Regions from separate parts of the Mus musculus genome. Here region 1 is linked to region 2. The links are chromatin contacts, called in public Micro-C maps. All regions are on one chromosome and are shown on one strand. The core of a region is the stretch at or near the end of the contact, and the rest is flanking DNA. Distances in the headings are between cores, read along the strand shown.

Evidence for each region. Hi-C and Micro-C count contacts between places; a contact is called where the count stands out from the background.
Region 1: a Micro-C map of muscle stem cells shows a contact between it and region 2, with 2.6 times the contacts expected there. The contact joins two enhancer-like sites. A contact is called at or near these places in 3 of 484 Hi-C or Micro-C datasets (embryonic stem cells, muscle stem cells and nephron progenitors).

Annotation. Positions count from the first base shown.
Region 1 is chr4:31,932,978-31,938,686 of GRCm38.p6, forward strand. No RefSeq gene overlaps it. Among named protein-coding and RNA genes, the nearest start is that of Map3k7, 28 kb to the right of the region's middle. Within about 2 kb of position 4,379, at least 80 of the 459 cell types and tissues checked have an H3K27ac peak or open chromatin away from gene starts, as enhancers often do. A contact at or near this core is called in muscle stem cells, where this site is marked.
Region 2 is chr4:31,720,769-31,726,047 of GRCm38.p6, forward strand. No RefSeq gene overlaps it. Among named protein-coding and RNA genes, the nearest start is that of Gm32412, 110 kb to the right of the region's middle. Within about 2 kb of position 2,928, at least 7 of the 459 cell types and tissues checked have an H3K27ac peak or open chromatin away from gene starts, as enhancers often do. A contact at or near this core is called in muscle stem cells, where this site is marked.

The DNA of each region.
Region 1 (5,709 bases), core at 3,129-5,628, 210 kb after region 2:
TTCTCGACAGTTTCTCCATGGTCTCTGAATACTCTAACCCAAGCAGATAATGGTAGATGGAGCATAAGCACAAGAGGCTACCCAGTAATTAGCAATTAAGCCTTAATTAAAGGCATACTCCACTTACACTGTCACTGTATAAAACCGTCTGTCGGTTTAGCCCGTTCCATAAGAAAACAAGAACTCTTTCCTCCTAAACCCTTACCTCGTGGATGCTGGGCTTAGTTTTATTCTGTATTTAATTAGAAATGTTCACAGCATTGTTTTCCTTTCAATTCTAAGAATAAAGAGTAAAAATGAAGAACAGGAACTTCTCAGATGCTGCCGTGACTTTGAAGCCACATATCTGAATCTATGATCTCTTGCTTTCCCACTCGGGAACCCTGGAGAGCATTGTTATCTGACTGATTATGAATGCATGTGTTTTCACAAGACTATGCAATCTTAACTGGCTCAGCACAAGACACTGAAGTGACTAAGTATCAAATTAAAGACTGTTCTTTTTTGTCTGGAATTCACTCCAGCAAAAAAAAAAAAAATTGAACAAATGATTTGAAATCAAAAAACAGTAGACCACCTCATGAGACACTATTAATTATTGGTGGAGCCCAGGCTTCTGGTTTCTTATCTCCCCGTACACCCAGTGCTCCCATCCCCGAAAGGGTTTTACCATTTATTAATGCCTTCAGCAACTTTAGTATCCAGGCAAGCGCAAGAAGCACACCAGCCCGGGGGCTTCCTACCAAAGTTACACAGATATAATTTGAGTGTGAAAATGAGCCACAGTTGTCAGTTACGGTCTTTCCAATGGACTTGAAATCAGAGGGGGAAAAAAGTATAAGGGTGGGAAGATGGCTCAAATAGTAAAGTAGAGAATTATATATAAGGATTTGAGTCTGGATCCCCAATACCCATGTAAAGAGCCAGCACTATAGCATGTGCCAAGAAGACAGACGTGGGGTACCTGGGGCTTGCCAGGAGGCCAAGACTAGCTATATCTGGTTAGATCCAGGTTCAGTCAAAAGCCCAAAATTGGAAGTAATCAAGGTAGATACCAGACATTAACCTTTTGTCTTCATATACAGGTACCCGCATGTGCATGTAAACTACTGCACACATACTCACATGTATACATACATACATACATACATACATACATACATACATACATACATACATACTCTGCACTGTTTGGAGTCCCTGGAGCTTTAACATTTCATTTATACCCACACTAACCCACCAAGCTCTAAATGTCACCTGGGTTTTAGTTCACTGGCACCATACAACCTAAAGTCTTATGTTATAGACTCGTGACAGTTGTCAGAGTCTGAGGACATGCACAGTTCATTTTCTTTTTTCTTGTTTTCTTTTTTCTTCTTTTTTTTTCTTCGTTTTTTCTCTTTTTTACTGATCTTATTAAGCCTTTTTGTTAGGACCACAAAACCTTTGGCCCATTTTCTGAATAAAACTCATCTGTTTGATCATTAAAATAAATAGAAAAATTTTCAACAGATTTAAAAGAATGTGTTTTGTGGAGATTGTAAGAGCTTGACTTTAAGCTGAGCATGGTGGTACACGCCTATCATACTAGAACTCTGAACACTGAGACTGGAAGATTGTGAGTTTGAGGCCAGCCTAAGCTACGTAGTCAAACCATGTCTTTTAAAGACACAATTGTTACTTCAAAGGTAGAAATTCCAGATAGGGTTCAGGACTTGCTATCACAAAATACAGAGCCTGGGTATATTTTAAGTTGACGGTGTGTTTTTGGTTCTGAGCCTGGGTATATTTTAAGTTGACAGTGTGTTTTTGGTTCTGTTTTTCTCAAGCTTTCCTACAAACAGAAATCTTTCTTTAACTCTCCCCTACCTTCCTTTCCCAGAACAGGTGATAAAGCCTAGGAAGGACTTCCCAGAATTCCTTGACACAGGTCTTAAGAGTCACACATGGGGTGCCCTTCCTGTACTCAGAGGAAAAAATCCACCTCTCCAAAGACGAGAGAGATGCAAACAGATCTTGCTCTGCTCTCCAGTTTATTGTCTCTGCCTCACATTCCATTTGTCCTATCATATTTCCCCACAAATTAACACTCTTCCTTGAACTTCCTATCTTTAAAAAATTCAAATTAAATGGATCATAGTAGGAGCACATGGGGAACCGGAGCAGAAAAATCACAAGCTGTGAAGTGAGACCCATCCTCAAAAAAATAAAACAGAAACAAAACAAAACAAAACAACCTATCAAACTAGACTGTTTTCTTCAGCTCTCTACTTCCTATGTCACTTATGATTATATCAAATAAATACTCATGCTTTGCTCATGTCAATCTGTCTTGCATTATAGTTTCTTCAAGTTTGAACCTAATACGTATACAATGAAAGATACTGTGCCCCAGACCCCTGACAAGAAAAAAATGGAAACTGAGACTATAATAATATGAAATAATAAGACAATAATATACAATAATATAGTAAAACTAGAATGCCTAAAACCATAAAAAGAGGCACAACTGCAATAACTTGAAAATACAGATTTTTTTTCTCCAGAAATGAGGGATCAGGCAAATGTGAGTTTGTACATGATAAAATGATTTAAAATGGAAAGTCACCCTGCAATATGAAAAAGCATGGTTCAACTAGAATAAAGAAAAGTATTACACATGCAACTGCTTTTTCTAGCACCTGTACACTAATCATTGACTTTAGTTCCCAGTCTGTTCTCGAAAAATCTTTCCAAATATCTATAAAACTCAAAATGGGAAGCCTATTTTAAAAAACAGGTTAAATGACTTAAGGTTGAATCAGCCCTCTGCTTTTTCTTAGTTGCCGAAACAAAGGCTCATATATAACCCTGAGTTCTGGACTCCTTAAGTGTCATCCCACAAAGCAGGGAAACCCACATCCCTGTGTGGGGGTGGGGGCAAGAGGAGAGAGAGCATGGACATTTTATAGTCATAGTTTATGAATGTCGTCTAAAGGGCTGTTTTCATATTGGCGTAATGTATTTTCTCTAAGGTCTGTGCTGCCTATATTCTCACTATCTGAATTCCTGCCAAGACTGGCCAAGATGTTTCCCTTTTTCCGAACCCTCTGCAGAGCCTTAACTGATATATTTTTTCAAGTTTTCTCAGCCCTGCTTCTGAGCCTTTTTTCTTTTTTCTTTTTTTTCTAATTTATCTTAACTCTAGCTCCTGCACAACCAAGTCTATTTCTAGAGAATTAGGGTAGCTAAAATTGGGAAGTACACAAATAATAATAACATCCTATTTTTATTTTTTCAGTGGGATGCTGTTTTGTTTTGTTTTGTTTTCCTCATAGAAGATTCTACACTCCTTTTCATCGTTGTAAGCATCTTCACTCAAAGGGCTAAATGATTAGAATCAAGGTTTCCAACAACAGCTGGAACCCTACAGCTAGAAGCCCAAAGAATCCCGGGTCTGCAAAACTTGAGCTGCCTCTAAGTTCTGAAGGGAACGTTCTCGGGTCTGGATGAAGTCACCGACATGTCTCTTGTCTTTTGGAAGAAACAAATGTCAGCGCGACCTATTAAAGTCAACCCCGAGCTAGGTAGCAACAATGAGCTGGGGATTAGCATTGACAGCTCCCTTAATGTGATTCTTTTGGACAGGGATTAATTTAATGTGTTGCTGTCAAATGAAACAAAAAACGAGATGGATTTACTAATGACTCTATTCCATAGCACACACTTTTCCACTCCTGATCTATGTCAGAATGAAGCTGACAGCAAGAGAAAATCTTTTTTTTTTTTTTTTTCTAATGAAAAGGAGGAAGCTATTCCCTTCTTGACAAACTTTGAAGAAGGGAAGTTGTACTGGGCTCCCAAGAGTAGATGAGCTTAAATTTAGGCACTAAGGAACAGCGAGTGCCTTCTCCAAGGAGCCCAGACCTGGCGACCCTTCCTGGCTTGGGCACAAATTTGCGAGATGGCCTTAACTTCTCCAGATCTCAATTACCTCCCATGTCAAAGTACAAGACTGAATTAAAGGGCTTCTAAACTTTTTAACGCTAAATTGCTAATCTGTAGAAGGGATCCAGCCCACGAACACCAGCCTAGTCCCACAGACGACTCTGTCGAGGCTGTGACAGAGAGGGGGCGAGTCAAAGAGCGTTGATCTCTAGGGGGGAAAAACCTGGTTTGCCAAGTCGAATGCTAAAGCCTCCTTAAAATAGTTGGGATTTCTCTTTGTTCTCCCTAACAAAGAAACTTTAATTCGCACTTCTAGGCGAAGAAAGACAATTCAGACAGGCCGTTTTCGGGTGAAAGGTGTCTCGACAATTAATAATCATTAAATACTCAGTGAGGGTTGGCAGGAGCTATTCACTGAACGGGGTGCTTATCACTAAGAAAGCATCGATTTATGGTATAGACTGGGCACTGTTCTTTCCTGAGATTGCTTTGTGTTTACCTCCTGAGAGGCACACACTCCTCTGATGCACTTGTGCATATTTATGGAGTTAGTGTGAGGCTGGTAAACCCCTCTGGGCTCGGGTCTCAGCTGGCACCCTGGCAGGGATGGTCCCTGGAAGTGTCTGAGCTGGAGACTTTGTTGCAGGACGCCTGCTTCCCGGGATCCGGGGTTAGCTGGGCACCAGCCGGCAGCCCCCAGCCTCAGTCCGCTGGGCTGGAGGTACGCTCCCGGACTCTGGCTCGGCCCACCGGCGCCAATCTTCGGGCCACCTCTGCCAGTGCTCTGTGACCCAGAAATTCCACAGCCAGCGAATGCTCCTGTCCTGGCAGCCCCTCCGAAACTGTGGCAGAGTCCCGCACGCGGCGGGCCGCCAGTGACCCAGCAGCTTCTGGCGCGTGGTTTCCCCTCCGCACCGTCCGTTCTTTCCACTGCTAGCCGCTGCCCTGTCGATTACCTGGTTTTTACTGTTGATAACTGACTCTCTGGTTTTGTCTCTCTAGCCTCCCCCTTCCTTCCTCCTTTTCCTCCCCCTGATGGTTATAATGGCCAACAGACTCGTCAGGCTTCTTCCTACACCAAAACCCTGCCCTCCTCAGTCGTGCCCCCCCCCACCCCCCCCCCACCCACGGCTTCGCTCCGCAGGCCACCCAGCAAGCAGCAGCCAGAATGACCGCTTACTGTGCCAAGCTGGCTAAAGGCTCAGGCCCCTTGCTCTGGAGACCACCTCTGCACCAGAGCAGGAGCCACCAGACCCGCCTTGTCGCTTTGTCCCCAGCGCCTGCTGCCACCATTAAGAGATCCGTGTAGGCCTGTGGTCTGCCAGCAGACTGGAACTCAGCTGGCTCTGAACTTTGATACAGAAAACAGCAAATTTATATAAACATTTACTTTCGAATACGAGCATTTAAAAAAAAAAACAACCTACAGTAAGCCAATGAATACTTTTTATATAAATATATATAAATGTACACACACATGGATATGTCATAAATGCTACTCAAAAATAAATGAAGGTATGCTCTTTAATTTTTACCTATAGAAAGGTAACAAGGAGACACGGATCAACTTAAATATAAAGGTTGGCTAGAAAAGAGAAAATTCGAACACCACAAAACTGGATTATCTAAAGCTGGTATTCGTGCTTATTTCCTGAAACATTTCAAGGATTCCTTATGTACGTTACTTCATAAGAGACTGCTAGGCACACCATCATATTATATAGAGCACAAAGAGTATAAACAAAATGCCATAAACCATAACAAAAGTTGCTATAAAAACTT
Region 2 (5,279 bases), core at 1,678-4,177:
AATAATTGATGGCTTTCTGGAAATACACAGGAAACACTTTTTTCCCCAAGAACAGAAGCCCCATTTGGGGAGCTGCTCAGATTAGAAATTCAGTTTCAAGTACAAATGTTTTTTCCACCTGAAGCCTCCATTAGCTCGGGGAAGGCAGGCCAGGCATGCTCAGCACTTGGCAAGAAAACAGTCACATGTAATTAGGAAGTATTTTTAATGCAGCAAATATCATTTATTGCAATGAACAAAAACCATTTGGGGACTTATGGTTGCTGCCATTGCTTTTTGTGGATCATAATCAGTGTATATAATACTGCTGCATTACAAATCTCCTACGTGGCCACGAGGCACAAAGGATTAAGGTAATGGCTCAGTTTCCTGTGGCCTCACAAAAGAATCACCTATTGCTGAGAAGTCCAAAGAGACAAAATTCAAAGGCACATTTTAACCGATAAAAGAGGGAAAGGGGAACAAAGACTGTAAATTTGCTTCTCTCTCATTCAGATGCTTTGGCCTCTCCAGCCTCCTTTTCAAAGGATCTTCTCTTTGTCAACTGTGAGTCAGACTTCTGCTCTTCAAAGTTAAACGACCAGTTAATTCCCAAATAAAGGCAACTTACCCACAGATTTGACTGCCAGAAGGCCAAGGCTTTCCCCTCTCTTCTAGGCCCTTCTGACACGCCCTTCAGGAGTGCTGTGGTGGCCCTGCACTTGCTCCCAGAAAAGCTTAGAATAAAATTAGCTAGATATAGATAAAGATTGCAAAATGATAATTTATTCGAGATTAGCAACTTTATTCAAGATTAACAGAATTAAAGCTCTAATGTCTGTTCCCCAATCTAGCTTCCAAACATTTTGGATTTAACTCTTAGGAGAAAAATATATGGTGTATGTCCTTATAATAGTTCTCGCTCTCTCAGCCTTGGTTTTGTGAGGTGCTTCATGCTTCCCTTCAGTTCACACTTGCAATACGTTTGTCAGTCCCTCTTCAAGCTCCAGGCATGGATAAGGATGGGGGTGTTGCTCATATATGCATAATTCAAATCTGTAGGTCTTTTGTGTTCACAAAGTAAGCTTTGGACGTAAATATATTTATTGCATATCTTCCAAATAAAGAGCTCCTGACCACAGCAAAGATTTAACCAGTCATTTTGCAATCAGCAGGCCCCGCAAATCATGTCTTAAGTCTAAGCTCAGGTACAAATCAGTGGACTTGCTGTGAACAAAACACCTCATCTATTAAAATAATCCTTCTAAATCATTCATGGGGTGAAATTCTTATTAGACCCCACGTAGAGTCTGTGAACAATACAGGTGCATATTTTTAATCAATTATTCCAAAATATCTATTGAAAGCCTGTTTTCATTTCATATTGAGGAAAGCCAAAAGAATATGAGCAGACCCTTTCTGATTTCACGAATCCAATGATCTAAATATAAAAGTAGAAAGATCTTGAATGAGGGACAACAGTTTCAACAACCTGACAGGCTGCTCTGGAGTCCAGTTGGGAATCTTAAGTGGGGACCCTATCTTTATAACAAGACTGCAGGGAAAAGACTACATACAAAGGAGGGCATCCTGTGGCGTTCCTCAACCTATAAAACACAAAGCTATTTCCTCCCATGAACGAAGCGATCCAGTGGCTTTTATTCTACAGATATCACTGCATTCCCTGTGTTCTCAAGGCACGGTACAGGGAGCTGATGGTGGAGCAGGGCCCCCCTGGCTTGACCTTCACAGTTAGAAGATGATACTGAAGAACTAAAAGGAAGCCTGATTTGCTGTCCTATCTTTGTTTGTTCCAAATTATTACCAATGTTTCCCCAAGTTCTTTCTGCCAAATAATTGCACAGTAAAAACATAAAAAATAAATGGTATTTTATCAAGCCTAAGCTATGTTGCAAAGTTACTGCTTTGGAAGGCAGAAAGGGAGAGGTTGCATACCCCTACTGCCAGCTCCAAGGATTGATGAAAGTTTGAATGACATTTCTATTGGCTCTTTATATTGCTTCATTATAATAAAGTGAATTTAAAATAGCACATTTCAACACATGGAGCAAAGGCACGGTTCGCAGTTTCTGACAGAGAGTGAGTGTCTTTCTCTTTCCCTCCAAAGCGGCACCGTCAGTAACAATATCATATACACAACTTACCCTTACTCAGCCCAGCCGCCCAGTAATGGTAGACTTTCAGCAACTATATTTTTTTCTTTTACTTTGGAGAACTGCTTTTATCCCAACATTTACATATAAAATAAGATATTATTAATATTTCATATTATACTGCTTCAAATTTACATAATTTAAATTCTTCTATCATGTAACAGAATTGTAATTACTATCTGAGCCACCAACACAGTCATTTGGAGCAAAGTAACCTAGTCACTCTTGAATTTTTAGACTCGGCTGTGGGGAGATATTAGGAGCTTATGGGGAGATAGCATTAAAAATGTGCAAGACATTCTGACCCATTTTATCTCATTTGAGTTTTATAATCACCATGTTCAAAAGGTAGTGAGGCTAAAATATTTCCTCACTTGAATAAATTGAGGCTCGCCAGACTTTGTCTGAATGGAGCCCGGACAAAAAAAAGAGTGTGAATTTAAGTCTGGAACACTTCCCGATCAACAGTGAAAGATATCAGGCTAGGAGACATAGAACTAACTGGGGGGTAAAAAACAGCTGCTGGAGTTAGTTGAAAAAGCACCATAGTGTATAGCCATCAGGAACATCTTTCAAAGCAAAGAAACTGTAAGTGTCTGAGCCAACTCATGTCTTCTAGGAGACTGGACAGAGTTATTGAAGGGCACAAATTGATCCAGGGGAATTATCTTCACCAGAGCAAGATCAACACAGGAAACGAGCGAGGGGAACATAGTAGCTTGTAGTCAGAGAAGTGTGTGATTGACAGGCACAGGTGGCTTTGAACACAATGGCAAAGTGCAGCTGTGGCTGCCAGGCAGGAGGACCTGGGACGCATGCTACATCTCCACAGTAAGGAGGCTAGTCCGGTGGTGGTGGTGGTGGTAGAGACAAGGTACGGTGGTGGATAGGCCAGACCTGCTGCAAACACTGTATCACGTAAGCAGGGGGGAAGCAAACTGCATGCCGTTTACAGCTCTAACATGCACACCTGGATCAGGGCAGCCACCTTGCCTGGTCCAAGGAAACTGGATGACCGAGCAAGAATACATCCTCTGGGAGGTTCTGGGGTTTTACAGACACCCAGAGCTACTCTGAAGAGTGAAGCAAAGCTCTGGTGGTCGAGGGGACCTGTGGTGGCAGCTGCCTGTGGGTACTCCACAAAAGGGTAAGGGAAACGCAAACTGGCCCCATCTAGTCCTGAGAAAAACCTCTCTAATGCTCCCTCAGTTGTGAAATTAGCCTATGATTGGTAAGGAAGTCATGGTAATAGTTCAAGACATGATCACAGAGGACATAAGCTCTCCTCTTTTGTTCTCTGACCACCTTCCCTGGAGTAACTACCACCAGTTAGTTGGCTGCGCCTCTTCCTTAGGACGACTATAGAAGCATCGTTATGGGGGTGGATGCCCATCTGAGGGATAATGCGCTCTCTCCTGATCCAGGCTCGAGGCTATGGCACCATTGGCTAGCACTGGCTAGCTAGCCGCTGTCTATGCCTTAGCCTTGTCTCAGGATTTACTCAGAGAGAACCTGGAACCTGCACTTTCCATTTCTGACTAAAAAGATGAATGACCTGCTGTCCTCCTACTGATTTAGCTGCTTTAGGCAGCCTGAGGGATGTGGCCCTTTTCCCTCACCAGCCCCAGTGTGTCAGAGCCAAAGAAGCCTTTGCCAGCCTGGGGTTGCAGCCTTGTAAATCAGTCCCGAGCAATGGTATGTGAAGAGAGGAACTTCCCAGAGAGAGAGCAGTCCACTGTGCCAGGGTGCATTCAACTCCTGACTTATAAATCACTTCCTAGAAAACCAGGTGCAGAGTCCAGGTTTGCAAATCAAGTTATTTTATTCGGGATTTACCAGCATGATTTTCAAATCTGTTTCAAGACTTGTAAATCTATATTAGGATTTGTAAACTCATTTAAGGATATGGAAATTAATTTTTGGACTTATAAAGTACTAAAAACCAGTTTGGCTACAACTACCATTAATAAAAGAGAGACTTGTAAATCAGAGCATGCTCTAAGATTTGTCTGGCAGGCCCACAAATTCAATTCTGGAGTTATAACTTCAGGTGAGCACAGATTTATACAGCCAATTTGTGAATCATCAGAAAGTATAAGATTTTTATTCTGATTTGAAATATTACAGAGCAGCATCAGCAGTGACACCCTATTTATAAACTAAATATTTCAAAGCAATGCTAATAAACTACTTGGATTTAAAGAATTTGATTTATGAAACCAAAAACAATTTTTTGCTAGAAAATCTATGAGGTGGCCTGTGTTTGTGTTTGGCCTGAAATGAAATAAACCAGGCGCAATGGTTAATTTTACATTAATGGGAAGCCTAAAGGGACCCCCGGATAGATGATAAGACATTATCTGGGTTAGACTGTGAGGGTGTTTCTGGAGATTAGTATGTGAAGCAATAGCCTGAGTAAGGAACATACCCACACCCTCGTAGGGCAGACAGCACCCCACCCTTCAAGAGTCTTAATAAAACCTGCCTGAGCGGAAAAAAAAAAAAAAAAAAAAAGCAGTGAGCTCTTCCTCTGTTCCAGTTGGGTATCCACAGACAACAACATGTCCTTGAACATCACAGCCTTATGTTCTGGTGAGTCTTGCTTGGGGTTTCTATTGCTACAATGAAACACTATGACCAAAACGCAAGTTGGGGTATGGTGGTTTGAAAATGCTTGGCCCAGGGAATGGCACTATTAGGAGGTGTGGTCTTGTTGGAGGAAGTGCGTCACTGTGGGGTGGGCTTTGAGACCCTCCTCCTAGCTTCCTGACGACAGTCTGCTCATGGCTTCCTTTGGATGAAGATGTAGAACTCTCAGCTCCTCCGGCACCATGTCTGTCTGGATGCAGCTGTGTTTCCTACTATAATAATAATGGACTAAAGCTATAAGCCAGCTCCAGTTAAATGGGGAAATGGAGTTTATTTGGCTTACACTTCCATATTGCTGTTCATCATCAACAGAAGTCAGGTCAAAAACTCAAACAGGGCAGGAACTTGGAGGCAGGAGCTGATGCAGAGACCATGCTGCTTACTGGCTTGCTATCTCAGCTTTGTTCACCCTACTTTCTTACAGAACCCTGGACTACCAGCCAACGGATAGTACCACCCACCAAAGGCTGTGCCCTC